3 separate regions of the Gossypium hirsutum genome follow, and all the other regions are linked to region 2. A link is a contact called in public Hi-C data. All regions are on one chromosome and are shown on one strand. The core of a region is the stretch at or near the end of the contact, and the rest is flanking DNA. Distances in the headings are between cores, read along the strand shown. Region 1 holds the start of LOC107893639 (serine/arginine-rich splicing factor SR30). Region 2 holds the start of LOC107893631 (40S ribosomal protein S21). Region 3 holds the start of LOC107893637 (membrane-bound transcription factor site-2 protease homolog).

Evidence for each region. Hi-C and Micro-C count contacts between places; a contact is called where the count stands out from the background.
Region 1: a Hi-C map of leaf shows a contact between it and region 2, with 2.7 times the contacts expected there. The contact joins the promoter of LOC107893639 here to the promoter of LOC107893631 in region 2. A contact is called at or near these places in 9 of 34 Hi-C or Micro-C datasets (callus, hypocotyl, leaf and 1 more).
Region 3: a Hi-C map of leaf shows a contact between it and region 2, with 2.2 times the contacts expected there. The contact joins the promoter of LOC107893637 here to the promoter of LOC107893631 in region 2. A contact is called at or near these places in 2 of 34 Hi-C or Micro-C datasets (both in leaf).

The regions. Positions count from the first base shown.
Region 1 is chrA13:77,318,460-77,322,733 of Gossypium_hirsutum_v2.1, forward strand. It overlaps LOC107893639 (serine/arginine-rich splicing factor SR30), which reads right to left and starts at 2,377. Exons shown (of 15, transcript XM_041085012.1): 1 at 1,552-2,377; 2 at 1,193-1,258; 3 at 1,031-1,105; 4 at 839-944; 5 at 712-758; 6 at 415-472; 7 at 143-192; 8 at 1-17. The coding sequence starts at 1,635.
Region 2 is chrA13:77,004,890-77,008,723 of Gossypium_hirsutum_v2.1, forward strand. LOC107893631 (40S ribosomal protein S21) reads right to left here and starts at 1,598. Exons shown (of 4, transcript XM_016818671.2): 1 at 1,485-1,598; 2 at 1,183-1,295; 3 at 962-1,094; 4 at 3-207. The coding sequence starts at 1,226. The coding sequence ends at 145.
Region 3 is chrA13:77,280,357-77,284,542 of Gossypium_hirsutum_v2.1, forward strand. LOC107893637 (membrane-bound transcription factor site-2 protease homolog) reads left to right here and starts at 1,593. Exons shown (of 6, transcript XM_016818676.2): 1 at 1,593-2,176; 2 at 2,288-2,435; 3 at 2,941-3,021; 4 at 3,120-3,575; 5 at 3,685-4,008. The coding sequence starts at 1,758.

The DNA.
Region 1 (4,274 bases), core at 1,127-3,626, 310 kb after region 2:
TCATCAAGCTTCCTTATCTGCCAAGTCAAGATAGCTAATTAGAGGAAGTATAGCCTTTTAGGTTAAAGTATACACAAATACCAACTCCATGTAAACAAGTTAAAACTTAAAAAGTCCACAAAGTTAAAGAACAGTGGCTTACAGCATATTTCATATCATCATAGTTCGTGTAATCTACAATCCCTGTCATGCCTGCAAAGAAAACGCAATAACATTAATATAAAAGTCAAATAATTTTTTCCTCAAGATAACTGTCAAACAAATGTAAACAAGAAGCAAATCATGTGCAGGAGCAAACTTGCAATGCATCATGTTGATAAGCAATACATAAATCCCAGAGGAATCTAAGCTATTTCATCCTATGGTTATGGAATGAAGTCCTTATGCGTTAAGGAGCATGATAAGGATTCTAACCTCCACGATCACGAAACACTTGAGAGAAACAGACATCCCCAGCTTTTCGCATGTGATCCTGGTCATAAAACAAAAAATCATTTAAAACGGAAAACACACTTTTATGCATTTCAAAAACCTTGATGCATAGACCATGTCACAACTTCAACTAATTTAATAATTAGTATTTATCATCGTTTTCCATATACTTACACATATGTAGATCAAAGCCATGAAAAAAGGCAACAATCAAGGAAAAATTACATGCATAGAAAAGGAATTGAGTAGTAAAGAACAAGCAATAGTTATAACACTCACCTTTAGGTCTTGCCATGAAGCAGAAGAAGGTAAACCAGTCACCAAAACTGCATATAAAGGGATTATGAGGTTAGAACACAGCAGCAGTTTGCCAAACTACAAAGATGATTTGGAAAACTATACATACCACGATAGTCAGAGCGCCTGGAAGGCCCACGGCTACTGCTACCACTGTAACTACTATAACGATCCACAGATGAAGAAGGTCTTCGCCCACCATGAGCAAGTTCAACCTAAAAATAAAGAATCATAACCATTATCAGGCAGGCAGAAAGCTATAAAACTAATATATATGAACTAAACAAGATTAGCTACAAACCCTTAGACGATTCCCATCAAAGTTATAACCATCTCGACCACGAATTGCATCTTCAGCATCACGAGGATCCTCAAACTGCAATATGCAATTGTTAGATTACTGAAACCTAAAAACTGATTTCCTATTATTCTTTGCCTCAAATCACAAAATATTAAAACTCACCTCAACAAATGCATAACCAGGGGGCCTTGGTGGGATCTTCAAGTCAATATCAACAATGGGTCCATACTGCAATATAAAAACATAAAATACTAAGCAAGCGGCAAACCTCCAAAACAAGATAAAGCAATGCGTTAAACAGTAATTTGGAAACCCAAAATTGATTAATCCAACAAAATTATTTCTTCCTCTTTTTTCTTTTCTTTTTTTTTTTTTCACACAGCTAGTTATGCCATATCTCCACTACCCAAAGTTAAAACTATAAAAATAGGTCACATTAGAGCAACTTTTGAAACTATTTAGTAAAATACTGCAAGAATGAACATAGATGATGATTTAAGAATAACAAGGGAAAAGAAAACCTTGTAAAATAAATCTTCAACTTCCCTCATACGAGTATCCCCAGGCAGATTGCCCACATAGAGCGTGCGGCTTGAACGGCCCATTTTTCCCTGAAACAATACCCAATCTTAATCTAGAAATACAAAAAAGGCAAGTAACAAAAAAAAATGGCGGTTTCAGTGATAAACAGGTTCATCCAAGACATAGGAAAATTTCGAAGAAAATTTGAAGAACAGAGAATACAGAGAAAAGGTCGGGTTGTAGGGATTTAGATGATAGATAATTCTGGAAGGTTATAGAAGAAGGGCTTCGTGGGTGGCTTTGAAACGATGAAAATTAAAAAAGACAAAACATGAATCTTTTCAACTTAACCCTATGCAATGGTTTGTCACGTGTTGGTGTTTGATTTCTTTCTTTTTTGAAATTTCCAGTTGAAGCTGCTTTACGGTTTTACCCCCTCCTTCCTGGAAGTATCAGACGTGTTTTGAGCCTGTTGTGATTATTTTGCTATACGGAAATTTGGTTTGTAAGTTTAAAATATGTAATAAAATGGATCATTTTCTTCTAAAATCACTTTTGTATTAGATTTTTTTAGTGGCTTATATCAAATTTGAAGAAGTAAAAAGTTTGTATACAAGAAATAAGGACATCTTCAAGAAAATGGAGTACAGAATGAGTTTTATGGTTGCTTCATGGAAGCGTTTGAGTTGTTGACATTATGAGAATTCTTAAGTAGGAGCAGTTGTGGTCTGGAGAAAGATTGTTTATTTAGAAATCTTTGAGGAGGATTGGAATACATAAGCATGAATCTTTATTCAAGGAGGCTACTAATGGAGTGACTAGCGAAATATGCTTCAAAACTCAAAATATCTTTCCCTTTTTATCTTTTATTATGTACAAAAAAAATCCCGTTATTATGAGAATTATCAAGACAAAAACGAATATTTGGTTACCATAACTAATTAAACCTTGGGTTAATACTTTTTTTGCTCATCATATATTAGCAAAATTTAATTTGATTTTTGAATACTAATTTAAAACCTACTTTATTGGCTAACTACAACTCTTGCTATCACCCAACCTTGTTAAGAACATAAGTCAAGTAAAAGAATAGTTGTAATCGCTCAAGTCGATGGATTTTTTTATATATAATACACTTAACTCATCAACCTTTGACATCTCTATGTCAACTGACCTAATCAAATCCACTTATTATTGATTGGTTCAATTGGTTAAGTTAATTAACTCAATTTTTTGGATTGGATGGGGTAGATTATTTGGAATTAGGTTATTCAATTATTAGGTTGGATTCAATTTAAATTATATATTTGTCGATTAAATCTTAGTTCGATTGTCATGGACATTATTGTCAATACAGGTGGATGTGGATTCGAGTACGCTGACGCGCATTATCCTCCTATTTGTGGGTTGAGGAGAGACTATGGATAGTTCTAGGCATTGTGTTAAAAAGAGTAGATATGATCAAAACCTATAATGAGATTGTTAAAAAAATTAAATTATAGACTTATATATAATATTATAAATATATTTACAATAAATAAAAATAATGTAACACCCTAATTTTGGGCCTAGTCGGAACCATTAATCCGAAGTCGGAGAAATTATTTTTTATTTTATGTGTTATAGCATGATTATATGAGTGTATGGAAATTTTGGTGAATTAATTTTAGCTATTTTGTGCTTAATTGCGAAAAAGGACTAAATCGCATAAAGTGCGAAAGATTTGTTCTACAAGCTAATGTTGTTAAATAGCTATAAACACTAAATTAGAGGTCCTTAGTGAGCAAATAGATCAATAAAAATTAGTGGCTGAACATGGAGACAAAGAAATTGAAAAGTCAAAATTTGGTGGGCATTAGGTGACTTATTTAGTAATAAAATAAAACAAAAAGGAAAAATGTTGTCATCTTTTCATCTTTCTTCTTCATCCACCGAAAATGGCTGCAAACATAGGGCTTTTGAGAGCCCAAACTTTCGGCCACTTAGTTCTCTTGCAAGTAAGTGTTTTTGAAGGTCTTTCTTGATAATTTTTGTATCTTTATGACCCTTGTAGCTTAAGCTAACTAATGGAGGGACTAGTTTATAAAATGGTTGAGAGTCTAGGGTTTTGCCACGTGAATACTCATTTTTTTTGTTGAATTTTTATGAAAGAAAATGAATCTTGGTTGTTTAATTAACAACTTTTGTGAAAGGATTTTTTTCATGAAACCACCTAAAATGGACCTTTTTGTAAAGGTTATAAAATAGGTGATAAATGTGTGGAAAAATTGAAATTGAGAGTTTCTATAAGCTTAAATCAGTTTCAGCTAGGCTTGGTTAATGAGGAAATTCGATGAAAATCGTTTTACGGGCCTAGGGGCAAAATCATAATTTTGTGAAAGCTTAGGGGCAAAACTGTAAATTTGCCAAAGTATGTTTTATGGGCAGCTAGCAATAATTATAAAAATTCGGCTAAGCTTGGGTTGTGTTTAATTTCATGAATTTTGCACTTTTATGTGATAGGTACTAAATTGCAAGAATGTGAAACATTAGGGGCAAAAGTGTAAAGTTGTCCTAATGTGAATTTTTGGACTAAATTGTATAAATTGATGACTAAATAAGTAAAATTTGTTATTTTATAGATTGGGAGAGACGATATCTGGACAAAGAACGAGGGAAAACAAAGTGTTGGGTTAGTCGACTTAATTAATTATTTCAGCGAACGAGGTATGTTTATATGGTT
Region 2 (3,834 bases), core at 348-2,847:
TATTAGGCTATAATGCAAGCAATTTAAGCACAAAACATAAACCATTCAGCAAAAAACAACTTTAACATGATCCACCAAAAGAAACTACAGCTCATTTTCCCTCTCCTCAGTTAAGAAACAAACTAGTAACAACAAGTCTTCTGACTACTGTCGGACTTTGGCTTTCTTCTTCTGCCAAAGCCTGTCGAGTGCGCTATCGGCATCGCCCTGCAAAGTAGAACAAACTAATTAGCAGCCAAAATCAGATGCAACTCAATATCTTGAAAAAGAACTGAGGCAACAAAATAAAACTTCTTATTAATAGAATCCAACTTTTATACAATGAACAACTTTGTAATTGGGTCTACCAGGAACCTGTCAGTCTACAAGCAACCAGGCTTGCTTTCCTACGATATATTGCATCAGGTCTTTAAGCATGGAGTTTTAGCTGTGGTATTTCAATTCAGAATGTTCTTAAAACCAAAGTTTATTTCTCTAAATGTACTACCAGAGCAGAGCAGAAGGTATAAGTTAAAAACATTCAAAATGAACAACCCTGTAACTGTGTCTATACTAGGACCTTGTGCCAATCTACAGGCAGCCGGACACACCCCACATTGCATACTCCAGGTCTTTACACATTGCATCCAAAATATGCTAATAAACCCAATGTTTTCCCTTGCAAAGTAAATGGATCGCAATTGACACTTCAAATGCATCTCAAACATTCAGAGTCTTTAACTTGACAACGTAACTAGAAGCTCATTACTAACAAAGCAAGTTGCAAGATTAATCTTTTTAAGCATGATCAGAATTTTAAACATGTAATTAATGCAAACCTGAGAATGCAGTGAAATGACCCTTCAAGAATCCTCCAAATAAAAAAGAAATTAAATTAAACATTCACTTATCAGACACCAGTAACATAGGACTGAAGCAGCCCAAAATATCCAACAGAGGTTAGTAAAGAACCAAAACGAACCTGGGCTCGAACAAAGCCACAAAGAGCAAAAGTGGAGAATGTGCCAGTGTATCTGCCAAGCTCATCCAAGTGCCCAACGTTAATCTGAACGGATGCATGATCCTTGGAGGTTATAAGCCTGTTAGTGGCGGAACTGCAACAACAAAAGTACAAATGAGCATTACAATATAGACAAAAATTGTGAGAAAGAAACATGAGTGAAGCAAATTAAAAACCATTTCCTGGGGATATAAAGATCCATGTTTTGCCCCTCTTCGTTCTGCATCTTTTCAGACTGCTTAACTGATGAAGAAACGCAAAGCTGAAACTATATTTGAACTTCAAGTTCGATCCCCTGCAAATAAATTATGAACAAACATTTTATAGAAAACCCAAATCCTGATTTAAATTATAATTTCTGGGAAAAAAAATTGCCAAGCATATTTAAACATTTCAAAAGGGAAAAAAATTCAAACGTATGAAGATTAAAACACCAAAATAAAATTAGAACTATGAAACCCAGAGACACAGAAAGGTATACTACCTGTAAGATAATAAAGGAAAGCGGCTGAAGACGCGAAAACTGCTAGGGCTGGGTTTATTTATTTAAAACATGATAATTATTTTTTTAAGAAAATTAGCTGGATTTTATTACAGAAGGCCAACACAAAATGCAAAGCCAAAATGACATGGGTCATAATAGACTAGTCCAAAACATACAAACAAAGACTAAGCCCACAAAAGCCAAAACCAAAAGAATCAAAAACAAAAACAGAAAAAACAGCCCAACAACAAGATCCAGCAAACGGCAAAAAAAGGGGAGCTCTAGAGACGTCTTCTTCAGCTGTACTCCAATAATTAAAACCCCTTTTGAAAAAATTAGCAAGAACCGCTTGGGGAAGCAAAAACCATCAGATACTTAATTACCCATCATATCAATCCTATCAAACCTATTCATTACCCCGATGCACATTGAAAGATCAAAACCCATTGAAACTCAGCAAAATCAAAATTCCAGAACACTTTCTCTAGACCCTTCATTTCTTCTTCCCCTATCCTCACCCACTACCTCCATCTGCCTCCTGTCTTCAGCTATCGCCTCCACCGCACCAGGAGATATTAGATTTGTTAAGTAAGTAGATTCTCTTTTCTTGAGTCCTTCTTGTGCTAAACAATGGGCAACTCTGTTAGCCTCCCTGTTTGTGAAAAGAAAAACACAATGATTAAATTGACAGCTGAGATACTGAGCATCTTTGATATACACAGAAATTTTAGATCTGTCCTCCTTTTCCTCTTGCAGCTTCCGAATGATCGTTCGAGAATTACCTTCAACCTCAATCGCCCTCAACCCAAGTTGTAACCCCAGCTTCAGTGCCTAAAAACACGCTACTGCTTCTGCGGAAAAAACAGACGGTATGTTCAAGTTCATTTTCGTTTTACAACAGATAACCTCTACTGTACTGTTACGAATCACTAACCTAGAGCATGACTCTTTGTTGTGATTGTTGAAAGTTGCGTCAAAGTTCACTTTCAATCTCGATCCCATCGGAGCAGTCCATCTGTCCACACAGATCCATCTTTCAAGTATAGCACTTTTTAGATCATCAAGTTCCTTTAAATAAATTTGCACAAAACTTGCAATCTGAACGCCTGTTTGGTTTTCCCCCTCATGAATAAATTTGTTCCGAGACGTCCATAACGCCTATAAAGCGCATACAGTCATTTTACACAAAGCCATGGATCTAGTCTCAAAGGTATTTTTCAGCCAAACTGTAAATTCTGAATTGTCATCCGAGCTAGCCCATGCCATATGTAACTGCTCTCATGTATCTTTTGCAGGAGGACATTCCCAGAAAATATGCTCCCTCATTTCAGCTCCTGTTTGACACCTTCTACACATGGGGGAAGCAATCATTCTGCGATAATGAAGATTACTAAAACGAGGCAGATAGTTACATAGGAATCTCCAGATTGTAATTTTAATTTTAGGGGGTAGATTCATTTTCCATAATTTTTTGTAAATTTGCTTGTGATTTGTATGTAATTGATCCCGACCTTCTTGTAAAAGAAGTCAGTGACCACTTCGGACCAAGTATTCGCCTGACAACTCACCCCGCCAAACAAGAGAGTCTTCATGCTCAAACAAAGGAAGAGGAATACAGAGGATCCTTTTTGTAATCTGTTCCTCAAAGGTAAAACTGATCAGATCAGACTTCTATTTTTTAGAACTTGCATCAATAAGATCCGCAACTTCGATGAGACTCTAATTATTATTCATATTCTGAATTCTGAGTTGATCATCTCCAAGTATCCAAACATCATCCCAAATAGAAACTTTCTAACCATTCCCAATCCGCCAATCCAAACCCTTCAAGAGGAGGCCCCTCGCGGCCCAGATACTCTGCTAGGTAAAAGAAGGTGACCTCCCCAAACTAGAGTTCAAGAAATCACTATCTTTAAAATATCTGGCTTTCAAAGTACGCGTTAGTAAAGAATTAGGATTACTTAACGACGCCAACCTTGTTTAGCCAATAAAGCAGTATTAAAAGAACTCAAATGACGAAATCCCATACCACCATCCTCTTTAGGCGCACATAAGGATTTCCAATCACACCAATGCATCCACTGCTTGCTATGATTATTCCTCCACCAAAATGAGCCCATTATGTTTTCCAGTTCCACACAAAACAATTTTGGTAAAAGGAAACAAGCCATCGAATAGGTGGGAATAGACTGTAAAATAGCCTTGATAAAAACCTCTCGACCTCCGTGTGAAATGTGTCTAATACTCTAGTTGTTGATTTTCTGCTTCAAACGATATTTCAAATTTTGAAAAGCCATTTTCTTCTTACAACCCACCATGTTGGGAAGTCCATGATATCTCTCCAGATCGG
Region 3 (4,186 bases), core at 343-2,842, 280 kb after region 2:
TAGAGTAAAGATAAATATAAAATTACAAAAAAATGAAATATTAAATATTTTTATTTAACAATATATAAAAGAAATAACTTGTAAGAAATTATTAATAATTATTTAAATTATAATATATTAATATTCAATCCATGATGAATTTTTGTATTATTTTAATATTAAATGTTTTTAAAATTAAATAACATTAATATAAATTATTTAAATTATTTAAATATTTTTAAAAATATTTTGTAATTACATTACATTTTCAATTCATTAATGGTTTTTTAAAGAAATTCATTAAAATTTGTAAAACAAAAAACTAATATTATAAAATTATTACAAATTTAATATACACAGTTGACCCATGCATCGCAAGAGAATACAAATTAGTTTAATCTACGAAACCCAATTTTCTTTTAATTATATGATTCTGAATTTCCCACATTAAACTAAAAACAAAGAAAGAAAATCCTTGAAATCAATTAAATTAAATGCTTATTCTTCATTTTGGTAAAGAAGTGATGGACAAAATTATGGATTTTGTTTGGTATAGAAGATAAAATTAATGAACTATAAGGAATTTTTTATTTGCTTTTAGTTTAGTATGGAAGATTCAATATCAAATAATCAAAAGATATTTGGATTTTGTAGATTAAATATGAGTTATGTGAGTTGTTTTAGTTAATGATGATTTACAAATATAAAAATAAAATTTAAAATTTTAGAAGGAGATTAAATTAATTAAATTTAACAATTTATTTAATTGATTTTGATGTTTTAAAATTTAAATTTTCAATATTGAAAAAAATTATAACTTTTAGTAAGGGGGAAACAATTTTTAATGCATTATTTTAGTTTCTATCTCTTTTTTACTTTAATCCTTAATTTTTTTACCCATATCAATATTTAAAAAAAAAATATTTTTGGAATGACCAAAATGAAAGAGTAAACATCATGTGGCATGTATTATTAACTGTTAGTAGAGATTTAATGTCTGTGCGACTAAAATAAAAGAGTCTTTAATGAAGATGACAAAATTGTAAGGATATATTTTTAAGTGACTAAAATGAAAATACTTTAAAATTTAGGTGACCAACCAAATAAGTTACCCAAATAAATATTACATGCACTTAGAATTAAGGAAAGCCAAGCTCTGAATAATTGAAGTTATGTGCGTCCTCAACTTCAAAGATGTACTCAAAATTTAAGATTTAAGAAGGTTTAGATAAAAAAAAAATTGAGCTCAACTCTAGTTCTGTCATTTTTTTAAAATTTATAATATTTTTATATATTATATAATTTATAATACATAAAAATTAATTTTATAATAATATACTATACTATGAAAAATGTTAAAGAAGATTATACATAAAATTTTAATAAATAAAATTATTAGATATTAAATAAAAATATATTTTAAAATTTTTTAAAAATAACATAATTCAGTATGAATATGTTTAAAATAGATTAAGTTAATCATAAACAAATATATGTAAATTTGATAAAATTTTAAACTCACATTCATATAATAACCAAAGAAAAATAAAATACATTAATATAATAACAAAGCTCGGCTCGAATCCAACCATCGCTCGTTTACACCACTAGTCGCGTCCGGTTCTATTATCTATTACCAATTTACCGCGATTTACACACTTTTTTGTCTCATTAACTGAATCAGTTTGAGGGAAAAAAGAAACCCTACTAACAGCCGCCGCCGCCAAACATATGTCAAAGGAGGAATAACGGAGAAGTGTACGGTCGGAATCTGAGCTATGAGATTGAACCGAGCAAGAAGGCATGGAGCAGCCCGCCTCCCTCTTCGTGCTTCTCCTCCTCTAATCCACCGCGTGATGGCTACCGTCAACGCCATTTCCTGCTGGTACTGCGACCTCAAAATCTACGCCCTCAACGAACCTCTCTTCCGGTTCGGCCGAAAGCACAACATGATTCTTAAACTCTGGTTTTCCATTGGCACTGGTTTCGGCCTAACGGCACTCATCGGAGTCACTTGGATTCTTATCTGGCAACTATTCCTTAGCTCCGACACGCGGTTAAGCAACCTTTTCAGCTCCCTTTTGTTCGGCTTTTCCCCTTCTTTAAGAATCTCAATGTCGGATGCCGGATATTTGTTCATCTCCACTTTGGTCTCCGTTTCCGTCCATGAATTTGGCCACGCTATCGCCCTTGCAAGGTCAACTTCTATTTAATTGATTGCATTGGAAACAACATTGATGTTTTAAGTTGAATTTTGAGCTTCAAGGTCAGGTTTTTCTCATGTTTGTTGCGATAGGTGAAAAAGCAGTGAGGGAATTCAATTGGAGTACATTGCAGTTTTTATTGCGGTTCTATTCCCTGGTGCTCTAGTTGCTTTTGATTATGATTTGCTGCAGGCATTGCCTCGATTAACCTCTCTTCGCGTATATTGTGCTGGTATTTGGCATAATGCAGTGGTAATCTCACACATTTATAATCAGTCTTTCGTGTTTGGATGATTTTTTTATCGGCTTAGGCCTTAGCGTTGTAGCTGGATTTGCAGAACACTTTGGTTTGTCAGACCATGGTGCTGCAATTAGGAATCCGTTTATGTATTTCCACATGCAGTAGTAAACTCAAAATTTTGTGATCGGTATTTAACGTTTACATGAGTTCTTGATCGGATTAGGCTTAGGTAAGCATTGTAGTTGGGCTGCAAAGCTGAAATTTTGTACCTGCATAGCATAATGTAGATGTATCATGTTTGGGTGAGTTCTTGGTTGGCTTAAGCTGAGTTTAGCATTGTAGTTGGGTACAGAAACACGTTGGTTTGTCAAACCATGGTGCAAAACTGAAATTTTGAATCTGTTTACATATAGCATTGTCATTGTGATGGGAATTGGAGTTCCACAATTTTACTGTAATGGTCAAACACAGCTTAATCTAGTTCACCTCTAACTTTTACTTTTGTCCCTCTTGTAGTTCTGTGCACTTTGTGGGTTGTTGTTGTTCCTGCGGCCCGTGATCCTGTTTCCCTTTTACATGCATGCCGAGAGCCCTTTGGTACTGCGCTGCAAGTATTTACATATTTCATTTTGTTTTATTCAGTTAAAGCATGTTGATGAGATTGTCTTGTTTTATCTTTTTCCCGTCTTGAATAGATCTTGGAAGTAGCATCACCGTTATCTGAGTTTTTGTCTCCTGGGGATGCAATAGCGTCATTGGATGGTGCAGCCATCCATAGCATGCAAGATTGGATAGAGATGACTGCTCTACTAGATAAAAAGATACTTCACAATTCAAGTGATTCCCATTACTTTAAAGGTTTTGGTGCTGTAGATAGCAGAAAGGGGTACTGCGTGCCTAATGCCTTGTTGGAAGATGGCAAGAATGTTCAATTGGCCAAAAACCAATCTGTTTGCCCTGAAGATTTCACGGCATTTGTGAAAATTTACTGCTTTGATCCAAGTAAGTCAGTAGATATGGATGGTGAAGATGTTGATCTTGGAAGAAAGGAAAATGCACTCTGTTTGAATACAAAGGATATTGTCAATCTCGAAAAATGTAATGGACGGGGAAAAGTAAAGAAAAATGGAAGCAGTTGTATGTGTTCCGAGGTAGATTCTTTGGAAGCATAAATTAGCCATTATCCTTTTTCTCGAACTTGCTTCAAGATGATGCTAATAATATATCATTGATCACAACCTTGTTTTTTAATGCCTGCAGGATGAGTCTTGCTTAAGTCCGGTTCAGTTTCCAGATTTGATGTGGATAGAGATTACATATTCACGTCTTTATTCAAGAGAATGCTTACAACTTAGAAGTTCCCTTTTAGATTCCAACACTTCTTCGGATGCTGTAGAACAAACATGTGGTGGGACTTTTATTTTTGTAGGTGACATGATATCGATGGCGCATTCAGTTCAGTTGACTGAATATCAACCTCGGTGGGGGGTTTTTCTCAGCAAATATCTTCCAAATAAACTGGAAAAGAGCTTAATATGCACATTCCACGTTTCTCTAGCGTTAGCTCTTCTCAATAGTTTACCCGTAAGTACAGCGTTTTTACATCATGGAAAAACTTTACCTTCTGTTCAAGCATATGCTTTTCCACCTTCATTGCAGTGCACTTCATTGCCCTAACAAACAGATAATTGATAATAAAGGTTAATGTTAAATTGTCATATTAGGGAAACAAATTGTTTTTACTGTCTATAAGTAGATTAGG